2 separate regions of the Rattus norvegicus genome follow, and region 2 is linked to region 1. The links are chromatin contacts, called in public Hi-C maps. All regions are on one chromosome and are shown on one strand. The core of a region is the stretch at or near the end of the contact, and the rest is flanking DNA. Distances in the headings are between cores, read along the strand shown.

Region 1 (7,182 bases), core at 3,136-5,635:
TGCACATGCGCTTTGGGATGGAATCTTCCTATCTTCACACTACATTAATTTTCATAGAATGGGTGCTCCTGTATGTGTCTGTCCGTTGCTGTGTTGTACAGAATGTGTATGCCAGGTTTTCCCAGGTGGAGCCCATTACAAAGTGTTGGTCCCCCCACATCTTGTGTAACGGTTGGTCCGAACCTGCAGGCACAGCTGTACCGGATTCAGCATGTGATAAGGTGGTGCGCCTTTCCCGGTGCCCTTGTGCCGGTGTCCTAGCTCATGGCTGTGAAAAGTTACTCAAGTATTCCTTATTCTCAAAAAGCCTCACCCAAGAGCAGCCCAGGTGTGTGGGTCTCACCTTTACATACCCGTGTCCCTCCCTCTTGGGTCCCTTCCATAAGCTTAAGTACATCTGAAAGCCAGATTATGTGATCGTTGAGGCATTTCTGAAAATCACTGAAAAGCCAGCCAGGATCTCTCAAAATGCTGGCATCACTGAAGGAAGAGCCCATGAGGAGAGGCAAGGTGCTCTCCACCGTGGGTCACCCTTCCAGGGGACGGCAGTCTGCTGCATGTAGAGAGTTTCCAGCAGTGACATTCACAAGCCAGCCCTTCAACTGTATGGTACTGAGTTCAGTTCCATGTAGAGAAGCTTGATTCGTGTGTAGAGAAGCTTGATGCCAGTCAGCTTTGCCGCCACCTTTTGCTGGCAAGGAGCTGAAGCTGTCAGCAAAGCTTCTCGTCTCCCTCAATTGTGGACCCTGACCAGGACCCTTCAGTGAGAGGAATCCGCCAGGCTAGGAGGCGTGATGTGGTTCTTTGCACCCTCTTCAGAGAGAACCATTCCCATGCCCATATGATGGGCGCTCCACCGCTTGGACCTGCGTTCCTTTGTCCATCCTGTAAGGAAAACGCTTAGAAGACACCTCTGAAATCCCCTCCCCAAGGACTCTGCCCGCGGGACACACAGGTGGGTATGTTGGAGAGAGCAGCCAGCACCCATGCTCCCAGAACAGTCTTTGGAAGGACTCACACTCGGGGAAACTTCATGTCAGAGCTCCCCATAAGTTGATTAGCATCAGAGACACACCTACCAACCTTTTTAAAGATGATTTTTCTCTCAATGGTTACTTGATGGCATTTGCTCTTGCTTAGGGACACTTTTCCTGGGCCCTAGGTAACCATGGACTGACTAACGAAAGACTTCCCCTGGTGGATATAGGTCACTGCCAGGGAATTCTGCTGGATCATTGGCCTATCTGTCTCTTCTCTACGTCACCGAGAAAATAACTTATTCTCTCATCATGGTGTTGACAAAAAACCCAGGCATTTCTGGGAAAGGAAAGCATGCAAGTGCTGGGCTGAGGGAAAATAACAGGCCAGTGTGTGGGGGAGTTGAGGTGGAAAATGAATGGGGCTTGAGGACGTGCTCTTCCCTAATCGGAATGCTTCGAGGCCATGGATCTGGGTCACTAATATTAATAACACATTGTACATGACTCTGACTTCTCTATATCCTCCTGTGTCTGCTTTCATTCAACAGCCCTTGCAGAGGGCCACACCTACCATCCCCAGCTAGGAGGTGACATTTGTAGAATGACAGAGTGTCGAGCAGTTGAAATTAGAAATACACTAAGACCTAATTGCACTCACTTGATGTATGCCAAATGGAGCAATCATCCGTGACGCCAGTGTGCGCTCCTTTCCCTAGCTAAGCCACCGAGACAGCATTGAGACCGAGTGCACCCAAACCCTCACCCCGAAGGTCGGAAACAAGAGAAGCCAGAGACCCTGGGGCCTGCCCCAGGTAGCGAGTGACCTTTACTACTTGCAGTTTATGTTTGTTAATAATAAATAAAACCAAAAGCCTTTATATAAACCCATCCTGGAGGCCTGTGTGGTATGTTCTACTGTTCTGCAATGACACTCAGGGGGTGTAGTGGTCTTGCTTTTCTCCTAGTACCTGGTCTCGCAGCGTTTCAGGAATAAACCTCACCCATCTTGGTGAGTGTGTGTGTGTGTGTGTGTGTGTGTGTGTGTGTGTGTGTGTGTGTTTGCGCGTGCATATGTGCACTGTTGTGCATGCAGTGGAGGCCAGAGGTTGATGTTGGATCTCTCTCTCTCTCTATTGCTCTTCCTCTTGTTTTTTGAGACAGCATTTCTCACTAAACCTGAAGCTGCCGGCTTTGCCTAGATTGACTGGCCGGCAAGCCCCCAGGATCGGTGTGCCTCCTTCCGGGATTACAGACACAAACTGCCACACACGACGTTTACATAAGGGCAGAGCATCCCCGGGGGGAGCCATTTCCCAGCAGATCCTATGATTTGGAGAATGGTGACAGCCTCTCTGTCGAGAAGAAATTATAAAATTAAAAAGTAAAAATGTCATCCAACCAGAGACTGGCCTTCATTTGCCAGTGTCTGCAGATGACCAAGCGTGAGCAGCCAGCGGAACTGGCTCCCTGTTTTACAAATGTCAAGTTTTAGCCCCTAACCTGCATCCCACAGGAAGAGGACCCACATGTGTGAGTCTTTGTTGATAACAGTTGTTAGAACTGGGAGTAAAAAGCCCCACTTCACCTTCCCGCTGTCTATCACCTCTGACCTGCCCAAGGCCATCTATGCTCCAGATGCCAAAGCTGGCATGAATCTTTCAAGCGGTTCTGACGAGTTACCTTTTTTCCCCCCGTGAGGAAAAACAGAACACCCATTTTGTAGAGAAAGACTTTAATCTATCTTCCTGTCTTCTCCGTGGCATTACAAGCTCCAGGGCTGGTGAATGGCTCAGAAGGCGATGCTGCCTGCCACCAAACTTGATGTTTGAACTTGAGTTCGATCCCCAGGGCCCTCATGGTAGAAGGAGAACCCCGCCCCCCCCCACAAGTTGTCCTCTGATTTCCACACGTGCGTTACAGCACCCCACCCCCACACACAGACGTGACCTCCCTCACGCAAATGAGAGACACTTTTCACGGTAGCTTTTATTGCCAACAGACTTACATCTATAGTCACTGAAACAATTAACTATTTAAAAATGGTTGCTTCTCTCAATCGTCGAGCCGTGGTTATTCTGTGTGCTGGGAGAAGAGCCGGTCACAGAAACATAACGAGGTGCATCTTCTAGAAAACGTCTAGCTACACCGCTTGTTCCATGCTTTGGGGACTGTATGGACGGACGCAAAAACCCACGTGGTCTTAGTGTCTAAGTCAGAGGGCCAGAGGGGCTGCTCTGGAATCAGAAGTGCATGGGTGGCCGTCCCGCTGATAAAGGCACGCACTCCAGTACCTAATAATGAGGACAGCAGCATTGTCTAGAGTTAGCCTGCCACCTGCCATACCTGGGCCACAGGAGGGGATGTTATATGCTGCCTCCACTTGGTTATCCCAGAAGCTTGGCTATGGCGTGCCGGGACTGTGGTGAAAGGCATGAGACCAGAAGCAACACCGTTTCTCTAAAGAGTCCCAAGAGGTGAGGGAGTCCAAGTTGACCGATCACCTTCACCTGTTACATCTTGGGGTCTCCGAATGCTCATCAAATCGCCTAAGTTCTATCATAGAAAAATATTAGGAACCTTAAAGTTGGCTTTGTATTTCTGTTCCTCCCAGGTGACTTAGGGAGTGAATTCCATGCCAATATCAGAATAGACAGGGGCGGTTGGCCATTCTCCCAGACAGACGCTGTTACAGTAACTGTTGGTGCTTCACAAAAGGTAACAGAAACAAAAGAGATACTTTCAAATATTCATATAGCAATATGTATAATTGACCACCAGAATGCTTTTGAAAAACTGTTAAAATACCTTGTTACACATTACGTTTATGCCGAGCTATCCCCTAAGCCTGGGGCTCTTAAACATTAAATGTTTCATTCTGAACACAAAGAAATTCACATAATTTCACAATACTCAGAAACAGGTTATATCCAAAAGTCAGCCAAACAGAGAACATTCAATTGGCAACTCACACACAGTGTTAAACAAGGAAAAAGAAGAAGAAAAGAAACTCGTGGTCCCCAGACTGGTTAGTCTACTCGTCTCTGTCTCCTGAGCTGTTGCTTGACTCCACTGTGAGTGACTTTGGTTGTGGTAAAGGAATTTCCTCCAGTGTGAACCTGTACGTCCTCGGTAGCTCGGGTTTCAAATTCACCCCATAGGCATGGCCCTCTACGTACAGTGGGTTCATTTCCTGTGGTTTCTCTTACACCCTAAGAGAGGAATCGTAAGTGTGTTTGGGGGTCTCATGGACTCACCCCAGGGCATCTGAGAGGGCAGGGAGTGGAAAGGAAGGCTTTTCAACCTGGTCCCCAGCATCCTGCTGATGTCAGCAGTTTCCATGAAGGATGTGGTCGCGTGAACTTTTGCACCCTTTTCTTTCCCGAGGGCTCCACAGCGGCGCCATCTACTGGGCAAAAGCCTTCAGCACCCCCAGCTCATTCCTGAGCCTGATCCTTTGTCCATACTGAAAGTGGGCACACCAGCCCTGTAAGGCCTCCTCCCACTCCAACACTCTCACACTTCCCCCGAGCATGTTGGGGGTGGGGTTCTAGTTAGATTATAAACAGGAACCCATCCACCTTAAAGCTGGGTCAAGAAAGGATGTGAGTCTGCAGGTTTTTCATCTGCCTGTCCCTTTTCCTCTTCTCCAACACCTGCCTCTTCCTTGTCTTCTGCTGGCTGCTCCCCGCCCTTCTGTTTAGTTCTGTTGAGACACAGTCTCATGTAGCCCAGGTTAGCCCTGAACTAGCCTTTACCTTAACCCAAGTGCTAGGGTTACGGAAATGTACCACACATGAGGCTTGCTTTCCCTCTGTCATGGCCCGTGGTGAGAGCCCCTCCTTCCCTTTCTGTGCCATGGGTTGTGAGACCATGAACTCTGATCTGCGGGTCTGCAAATGAGAACCGATCAACAACCGCCAACCTTGGTGTTATTTTTCATATCCAGTTGTCCATGTCAGGAAACCCCAGAGGCTCAGCACAGAGCTGATCTGTGTCTGGACATATACGTGCCGAGGTGCACATCCCATCTGACCTAAGGAAAGCATCTGCGTGTGTATAATACACACATGCAGTTCACACCCGAAAAGCCCTAGTATAAAGTTGCAATTTTTTTCTAGCCAATATAAAATGTGCCAGTTTTAAAACTGTGCATTCGTTGCTTGCAAACTTATAAATATGTATAAACCCCATTATAAATAAATCTTGTCTGGCAGATGGCATTTTATCTGCCAGCCACAGTTGCAGGGAGTTATAAGTAATTATTAATTCCCCATTTTTAAATTCACAGTATGGGCCTGAGATATACGATGTGAAGTGGTGTGAAATTTTCCTCATAAACGGTGGAGATGGAGTCCACCAATAAGAGTCAAGGAAGGGCTGGAGACTCGCCCACCAGTCAACGTCAAAGCCCAGACCTTTGGCATCCGCGTGTCCTCACGCTGAAAACTCAAGCATTCTGTTTTTACACTAGGCCTACTAAGTCAGGAGCTCAGGGGGCAGAGCCTTGAAATCTATGTGTGTGGTCCAGGGAGCCTGGTTCTTTGGTGTCTGCCTTCGGCTCTGAGACTGATTATTACAAATACCGATCTCTGCCCCAGGATGCCCCAGCTCACAGAGTGTGCACAGCCATGCACGTGGCTGGGCAGAAATCTCTGGAGATAGTCTTCCATCCATGCTGACTGTGGTGGAGCTCCTCCCTGCCCCATCCACTGGCTATCCTAGGTGTGTTCGGTTCTGCTCCTGGGGCTCAGCAGCATGTAGATGCCCCCAGTGAACCCTTGGTGGAGTCGTGCTCCACAATGCAAGCATTCCTTAGCAGCTATTTCCTTCTTGACTTCCGGGATCATTTCCAAAGTAAACTATAGGTATCCAAATATCCCCTGGAGCTCCCTTTGGTAGAAAATTAGCTAATTCACCAATCACAAGTCCTGTCTCTCTCAGGCAAGTGGTTCAGTCCTTCCTATACTTCGAAATGGGAAGTATGAGGAGAAATGAATTGCCTGTTGCTTCCACGTGGGTGAGCTACTGTCAGAGCCTCAGAAGACCTTAGTAAGTCCTGCATTCTTTCCTAGATCTAGCCATTGACCATTGCCATCCAATTTCTTCAGCTGATATACAAGGGCCCCTTCAGCTGAAACATCTTGGAAACACCTGCCCATTAACCCAGATAAGGCCAAAATTTCTAGGTTTGTATTATGTTCCAGGAGTGGGGTTTATCTACATTGCCTTTCTAGAAAAAACAAAAAACAAAAAACTCCAAAATTTCCCTAAGAACTAGCATCACACAGATGTTTCTGGGCACATGGTCTCTTCTGCAACCTTTCTGCTATCCTCCTAAATGCTATCCAACCAAAAATCTGGTTGTCACCATCCGCAGAAGCTGCTTTTGGTCCCATGGGGGAAAACAGAGATGCACTTTGTGAGTCAAGAGTCCCAGGAAGTCACTTCACATATTTATCTATCCACACCACTCTTTGAGGGAAGCCCTGGGGTGTGGCGTGCAAGCCATGGCTTCAGAGAACCTATTATTCAGAGAGAGCTCACATTGTCCTGGTTGTACTGGGGATGAGCTTCGCGGGGGTGGCCTCTGCTGCATCACTGTCTTGGGGAAGTTGGGTTTCAACTCACTTCAACAAGAAGAGAATGCAGTACTGGATCTAACGTGTAATGGAGGTTACTATAGCCACTCCCATAAGGAAGCCTTCCAGGTGTTTAATGTCACCACGGGGGAAATCTTCCCTTTGAAAAAGGGGCACCTTCAGATGCCAGGACGGACACGGAGCCTGGACACATGACAACGGTGACCTGAATCCCTTGGGCTTTGGGGAATTCATTGTCCCTGGTCCTTCCAACCTAAGCTTTCCCCTCCATTCATGGTTTCTCAAGGCCTTCACGTACAACTGCCTCTGTTGCTAGGAGAACCTCACCGTTGCCACGTGTATCCTGCTGGGCATCAGCCCATCTGTTCTCCATCTGAGATGGCCTGTAACAGAAAGCTGCTCATCAAGACTGAGCAGGTACCCAGCTCTTGGTTCTTAAAATACGAAAGGAACACCATGGCAATGCAAGTGTAGGTCAAAGTCTGTGTTGTCAGCAGGCTGCCCACCTTATGGTGGAGGGAGATTCAAGGATCAGAGGCAACCTAGACCATGATGAGCAGCCCCATGGGAGGTCAGCTGGCCCCAAGAGCTTGCAGAGGTTA
Region 2 (7,182 bases), core at 2,635-5,134, 470 kb before region 1:
CCTCTCCACAGACCACTGACTTCCTCTCCACAGACAACCGACTTCCTCTCCACAGCCTGGTTTGTGGGTCTTTAGGGAAACACTTTACCTGTGCAGGCAATTTCAGTGGTTTGTTGAGACAAGGTCTCATATAGGCTTGGCTATCCTAGAACTTGTCACAGAGATCCATCTGCCTCTGCCCAAGGGCTGGGATTAAAGGTGTGTGCAACCCACCAAGCCTGGCTGCTTAAATGAGTTGGAAGGTCTTGACTCTTGCAGGAAGCAAGCACAATGCAGATCTGAGGGCAAGGCCTCTCCTTCCCTTCCTGTGCCCCTTGATTGTCCATCATCTGTCCTGCCTCAGGAGGCTGAGTCAGCATAAAAATGCTAATATATGCAGGATCTAAATAGCTGTTCTTGTTTCTCTTTAGATTTGTGTGTGTGTGTGTGTGTGTGTGTGTGTGTGTGTGTGTGTGTGCGCGCGCGCGTGTGTGCGTGCAGTGGCATTAGCATGGTGGTCTGAGGACAAGTGGAAGCGGCTCACCCCTCCGTCCTGGGTGTCCCTAGAATAAACTCAGTGCCTCAGTCTTAGCAGCAAGTGTCTTTTCCCACTGAGGCATCTCCTCCGTCCTGCTTTGTAGCTCAGGCCTTCCTCGGGCCCTCTGTGTAGCAAGGGAAAGTTTTGAATTTCCGAGCCTCCTTCGTCTTCCTCTCAAGAGGGTCAATTACCTCCCAAGAGCTTAGACTCCATGCCTGGCTCAGGGTGTGTAAAACTGAATCCCTCTGTGAGTAGCTTGTAGCTAGGAGAGAATTATAAAAAATGTACAAGGGTTTTGAGAGTAATTCTGTGACTGCTGTGCACACCCAGAAGACGGTTGTTCCAGAAATGCAGGGAACACAGCTCTTCCACGGCGTCCTCACCAGCAAGTGCTCAGCGGCCGGAGAATCTATTTTCGTGCTGCTGTGTCTCAGGGAAAAACCAGGACTGTTTCCAGCGGCAGCAGTTGAGGCTCTAACCCTGGTCTGCCACTCGCTCACTCACCAAAGATGAGCTTCCTCATCCTCCCCCACCACACAGTGTCCCTCCGCTCAGGGACGACGCTGGCAGATGTGACACCTGTCCTTCTAACTTCCAGTTAATTTATTTCCAGACAGGTGGCTACATGTTTTCTCTACATAACGGGGAGAAGGGGGATCACCGTGTGTCTTGCGTTATCCACAGGAGTCAGAGGTGCTTTCCTTTCAGGCTGTGACTCATTTGAAAACACGAAGAGAACCTTGACCTTCACGAATTTGCTGTGATTTTAAAAGCACGATCACCTCCCGCCCGCTTTGAAGATGAATTGAACGCCAGACTTGATCAGTAGGACTTTTCGTCCCAGAGGAAAACACCCTGGAAGCCTGAGGGTAACACAGTTACAATGGCTCTGCTGAAAGAAAAGTTATTTCAATCACAAGTGGCTGACTGTTGTCTTCATAAATCCCAGTTTCTCCGTGTGTAAAACAAGTGCTTCAACAGCCGTCTTTGTTTCCTTCGGCCTTGCCTGCGTGTCTATAATTTGTTTACTAGTTTTCTTTTTAAAATATTTTAAAACAGCATAATTTTTATTGTTTTATTTTTAAGTGTGTGTGTGTGTGTGTGTGTGTGTGTGTGTGCGCGTGCACATGAACGAAGACACCAGTGGATGCCAGAGGCATCAGATCTCTCTGGAGCTGGGAACAATGGGCAGTTATCCCCGTGTAAGTGTTGGGAACCAAACCCATGTCTTTTGCAAGAGCAGTGGGTGCTCTTAACTACTGGGCCGGCTCCCAGTGCCGCGCCTCTTTATTTTTTACTGAGAATCGAACCCAGGGCTCGTGTGTGTTGGGCAAGCACTCTACCACTGAGCTACAGCCACAGCCTAATATTTTTGAGTTAGCGTCCTTGGAATGTGTTAGGGACCTTTTAAGAAGAAAGAAAAGACAACATAACTCAACTCGTATCGGGGTACTCAAAACTGCATAGCGTTATTGCGTCCTGCAGCCTCTGTATTATGGCGACCCCATCACGGGGAGATACTGACAGAGATGTATTCAAGATCTGAATGGGAAAAACCTCTGAAGGAAATCACAGGAAAGACAGTCCACGTTCATGGATGAGACTTAACCTGGTTAAGACACCCCACCCCCTCTCTGTCCTCTCTACCCTGGGAGCAGCTCTTCTGCCTTTGCCCCTCACCCCTTGCCTGCTCCAAGTCTCTACCCGCTCCCCTATAAGGAGCGCCTCTCAGCTGCTGAGTTGTCCGCTCTCCTCAGTGGAGTTGAAGCGACCACAGATGCCCACAGATGAGGGCCTCAGCAGCTTGGCGGTCTGGCGGCCTCTGACCTCGCTTATCCCTAGCCCACAGCTTCCAAACCAGCGCCATTTCAAGGGACATCGACACAAGCCGCCAAGTTCATTGGACCTGGGGCTGCTATAGTTGGGGTGGCTGGCTCTGGGGCAGGAATTGGGACTGTTTTGGGGAGTCTCATCATTGGCTATGCCAGGAACTCTTCTCTGAAGCAGCAACTCTTCTCCTCTCTTCGCCCTCTCTGAGGCCATGGGTCTCGACCTCTTTGAGGCCATGGGGCTCTTTTGCCTATGGTGGCCTTCCTCATCCTCTTCACCATGTGAAGCAGCTGTCTCCAGCTCCACCTCCCGTGGTTCTTCCGTGTCTCGTCTGCCTTGTGTGTTCCTTTTCCTGTGCCTCCCCAAGAAGTCTGGGGAAAGTGCTTGGCTCAGGGTTTGACAAAGAGAAGACAAATAAATACTGTATTAATAAGAAAAAAAAAAAAACATGGTTAAGACATTCCTCCCAACTTGATCTGGAAGATCCAGTGTGATTCCAGAAGTCGACTTCTTCATGAAAAGATTTTATATGGAAAAACCAAATAAGACCAGAGTGGCCGACACGAAATTGACTAGGGACAAAGCCGGAGTGCTGACTCAGCTTCAAGCCTTCCAGTGAAGCTCCGGTAACGAAGACAGCACGGAATGGATGACTGAATGAAGGTACAGAGAGAGCGCCTGTCCACGTACACACGGCCAGCTGCAGCAAAGTCGACACAGTAAAGAAAGGGGCAGCACGCCAGACAGGACTGGACACGGTCACTGGGCAGTTTGTGCCACACTGAGGTACAGTTAATATTAAAATGAATCGCAGACTTAAAAATTAAAGCACAAAACTAAAAGAAATGTCTAAAAGATAACACAGGAAAAAAATCTAAACGATCTTATACTTGGTAATAACTTTTAAGATACGATTCGTAAAAACTGGTAAATGGGTGTCATTAAAGACTTCTGGGGCCAAGGAGCCGGCTCCTCTGGTAAAGCCTTGTGTGTGTGAGGACTCGAGTTTGGATCCTCCAGGACCCGTGTCTGTAATCTCGGAAATGATGAAATGGGGAACGGAAACAAGAAGGTCCCTGGAAGCTGGGGGCCAGTTAGTCTTGTTTATGTAGCAAAGTTGCAGACCCTGCATCAAATGGAAGGTGGGAAACCCCTTAGGACTGACACCCTAGGTCCCTCTGGCCTTCGCATGTGCGCCACGCACACGTAAGCACACGCATCTCTTAAAAATAAAGACTTCTTATCTGAGAAAGAAACTATTAAAGAATGAAAGATGAGTCAGAGATTTGGGGGGAGGGCAGGGGGATTGCAAAGCACCATCTCATAGTCTTTGGATCTGAACTACACAAGAACTCGGCAAATGTCTCCGTATTAAAACAAACCGTGATTATAGTAGCAAGCCATCTGACCATATACCTCACCAGAGAAGACGCAGAGTCGGGAAAACAAACAGATGAGCAAAAACCACACAGTATGAGAAATGCATGAAGCAGCTACGAGACGGCAGTTAAGCCCTGGTAAAATAGCCCAGGTCCCAAACACCGATGACACCAAACCCTGGCAAAGATAGCCACTGACTCATTCAGTGCTAGCGCGAATGTGAGCAGGTGTGGCGACCTGAGGAGACCATCAGGAGTTCCTCAGAAAATTAAATCCTTGACCCAGCTACTCCTTGGTGATGAAACAAAGGAATCGAAAGGCTCCAGAAAAATCCACACACAGCAGCTTCCTTCCTTGTCCACACAGAAAAACAACCAAGATGTCCATTACTAGATGAAGGAGAGTAAAAATGAAAAGTCCGGTGTGTCAGCCCAGTTACTCAGCGGTGAAGGGAAATGAGCTAACCAGCCACAAAAAGACACAAGCTAAGCCCTGTGGTGGCCCCGGCCTTAGAGGCAGAGGGAGCTGCGTGAGTTAGAGGCCAACAGGGTCTAGAGAGTAAATTCCAGGACAGCCAGGGTTATATAGAGTCTGTCTCAAAACAAAACGAATCTGCAAAAGCAACAAAGTATTCAGGTAAGGGGTTGGGGGAGGAAAACCAGTCAGAAAAGGTTAAGTACCTCTGAGTTCCGCTGCATGACGTTTTGGAAAAGGCAAAACCACAGAGACTATTTTAAAAAAGTCAGTGTTTTACAAGGATTTGAGGGTCGCCAAAGAAGGATGAACGCTGTAGGCCAAGAGATAGTTAAGGCAGTGACACTCTCCTGTGGTGGTGTCGTGATAAGACTGTGGCTTTATGTGTGCACCAAAACATCAGAGAACACAAGGGTGAACCTGAGATAGGCTGTGGGCTTCAGTTATGAAGACAGGTGCCGCATGGGCTGTACCCCAATAAGCTAATTGTCTGTAGAAAACAGTGTTCGGTCACAAGCACCACTGCACCGGACCTGCTCTCTGGGTTGATGACTGTCCCCTGGCAGTGATCAATGATGGACATCTGTCCCACTCACCATCTGCAAAGGCCACCAGTTAAAGTGAAGGCTTGTTGTCCGTTTCCCATCAGCTGGCTATACCGAGCTTACAGAAACAGAACGGCTTTTCCCGATCAGTGGTTGGCAAATGCGTTCTTCAGGTCCGTGGCTTCTCTTTTGTCCTTTAGCAGGTTGTTTTGCAAACAAAACACATTAACTTCCAATGAAGCAACGCTTTGAGGCCTAGGTCTAAGAATTCTTAAGCCTAAACTCAAATGCTTTCTCCCATGTTTCCATTCTCACTTACATTTGGGGCCTATTATGGTTATATAATGTGTGAAATGTAGATTTTTCCTCCCTCTCTCTGTCCATCTACCTCCCTTTTTCCTTCCTTCTCCCTTCATCCCTTATATTTATTTATATTTTAAGACGGAGTCTCAGAGCTGGAGTCAGTGGTTAAAAGTACTGACTGCTCTTCCAGAGGTCCTGAGTTCAAATCCCAGCAACCACATGGTGGCTCACAACCATCTGTAATGAGATCTGATGCCCTCTTCTGGTGTGTGTGAAGATAGCTACGGTGTACTTATCTAATGAGAGAGAGAGAGAGAGAGAGAGAGAGAGAGAGAGAGAGAGAAGGAAGGAAGAAGAAAGGAAGAGTGTCATATAACCCAGACTGACTTTGAACTTCTGCTACTCTTGCCACTACTGCCTAAGGGATGGGATTGCAGGCATGTGCCGCCATAGTCAGTCTATGAATGCCGGGCTTGAACTGGGGGATTCATGCATGCTAGGCAAGCATGTTACCAACTGAGCTTTATCTCCAGGCCCCAAGAATATTTTCTTATGGTGTGCACACGAAGTGTGTGTGTGTGTGTGTGTGTGTGTGTGTGTGTGTGTGTGTGTGTGTGTTCATGTGTTCATATAGCCCAAACTGGCCTGGAACTTGTGATCCTTCAGCTTCAGTCCCCACAGAACTGAAATTATAGACATGTTCCGCCCCCTCTGCCTAGTTAGCTTAATAGTAACATACCGTGCCGTGGCTTTCTTTAGACCTGTACTATTTATGACCACTTAGCGGATCTAAACTGTCGATGTAGAGATTTTTGTCAGGTTCATGGTTTTCAGCCATCTCTTTGCACACGTCTCCAGCCAGGTTCTCCTTTCTGTTTGTTACTCCTAAGAAGTGAGTATAGGATCTTTTGTTGTGTTCTCATTGGTCCTTGATGCACTTTTTCCTTTTTTAGTTTTTTTTTTCTCCTCTGCTTTTCAGTTTGCACATTTTCTACTGCTTTCTCTGATTTCCCCTGGTGTATACATTCTTCTATTGAGCCCATCCAGAGAGAGTCTTTTATTTGGAAGTTAATCCTCAACTCTATAATTTCTCTAGGCTACTTAGTATATGTGCTGTTTTCTTGATAGACTCCCTGTTTCTTTGTTTGTAAATCATAATGGGTTTACTTAAAAAAAGATTTTTTTTAAAAAGATTTACTGATTTATTTTAGTACACTGTTGCTGTCTTCAGCTACACCAGAAGAGGGCATTAGATCCCGTTACAGATGGTTATGATCCACCACGTGGTTGCTGGGATTTGAACTCGGGACCTCTGGAAGAGCAGTCAGTGCTCTTAACCACTGAGCCATCTCTCCAGCCCAAGATTCTATTTTTAAATCATGTAGGTGTATTTGTGTGTGTGTGTGTGTGTGTGTGTGTGTGTGTGTACAAGAATGCAGATGCATAAGGAGGCCAAAAGAGGGCGTCATATCCACTGGAGTTGGAGTTTCCTGTGCTTGTGAGCTACTCTGCATAAGTGCTGAGAAATACAGGTCCTCTGCAGAAGCAACAAGTGCTCTTAACTGCCATATTTACCATGTATTGTCACTTTCATGATGGCTTCTTTAAGATCCCTGCCAGGCAATTCCAGTATCTGATTCTTTCTGGTATCAGAAGCTGATTTCTTTTTCCCAGTTGTAATTGTCGTAAGTTCTGTTATGACAGCTGAGTTTGTATTCAGTCCTGGATATATGGATGCTATCAGGAGACCCTTAAGTCCTCTCTGCTGGCGGACAGTATCTCTGATCATGTTTACTGAGCAGCTTATCTGGGATAACTGTCACAGGCTGGGGGTCCAATGGCAGCGATAGTCTCAAGTCTTTGCAATCGAAGCTCAGAAGGTGTTGTAAAAGCCTCCTCTTGGTACAAGCTGGAGGCCACTGTGGGAAAACAGATTCCAGACATGAAATGTCAGTGTCAGGAAAGTGCTGGTCTGACAGTCCACAGGACATGGCTTTCTTCACAGACCAGATGACCTGGTTTCAATCCCCAGAACCCACATTTAAAAAAAGCCAGATGTGGAGTTCATCTGTCGTCCCAGCACTCCTAGGTTGAGATGGGAAAGCAGAGACGAGAGATCAGCTATAACTCAAA

Evidence for each region. A called contact is a pair of places that touch in the nucleus more often than the background predicts.
Region 2: a Hi-C map of the A7r5 cell line shows a contact between it and region 1, with 8 times the contacts expected there. The contact joins two enhancer-like sites. A contact is called at or near these places in 11 of 12 Hi-C or Micro-C datasets (the A7r5 cell line, the Rat2 cell line, Schwann cells and 6 more) and 1 of 1 datasets of contacts at active chromatin or transcription factors (oligodendrocytes).

Annotation. Positions count from the first base shown.
Region 1 is chr17:13,927,459-13,934,640 of GRCr8, reverse strand. It overlaps S1pr3 (sphingosine-1-phosphate receptor 3), which reads left to right. Exons shown (of 2, transcript NM_001271143.1): 2 at 1-1,868. Among named protein-coding and RNA genes, the nearest start is that of S1pr3, 15 kb to the left of the region's middle. Within about 2 kb of position 4,385, at least 1 of the 93 cell types and tissues checked has an H3K27ac peak or open chromatin away from gene starts, as enhancers often do. A contact at or near this core is called in the A7r5 cell line, where this site is marked.
Region 2 is chr17:14,392,488-14,399,669 of GRCr8, reverse strand. It overlaps the pseudogene Atp5mc2-ps5. Among named protein-coding and RNA genes, the nearest start is that of Spata31a5l1, 100 kb to the left of the region's middle. Within about 2 kb of position 3,884, at least 1 of the 93 cell types and tissues checked has an H3K27ac peak or open chromatin away from gene starts, as enhancers often do. A contact at or near this core is called in the A7r5 cell line, where this site is marked.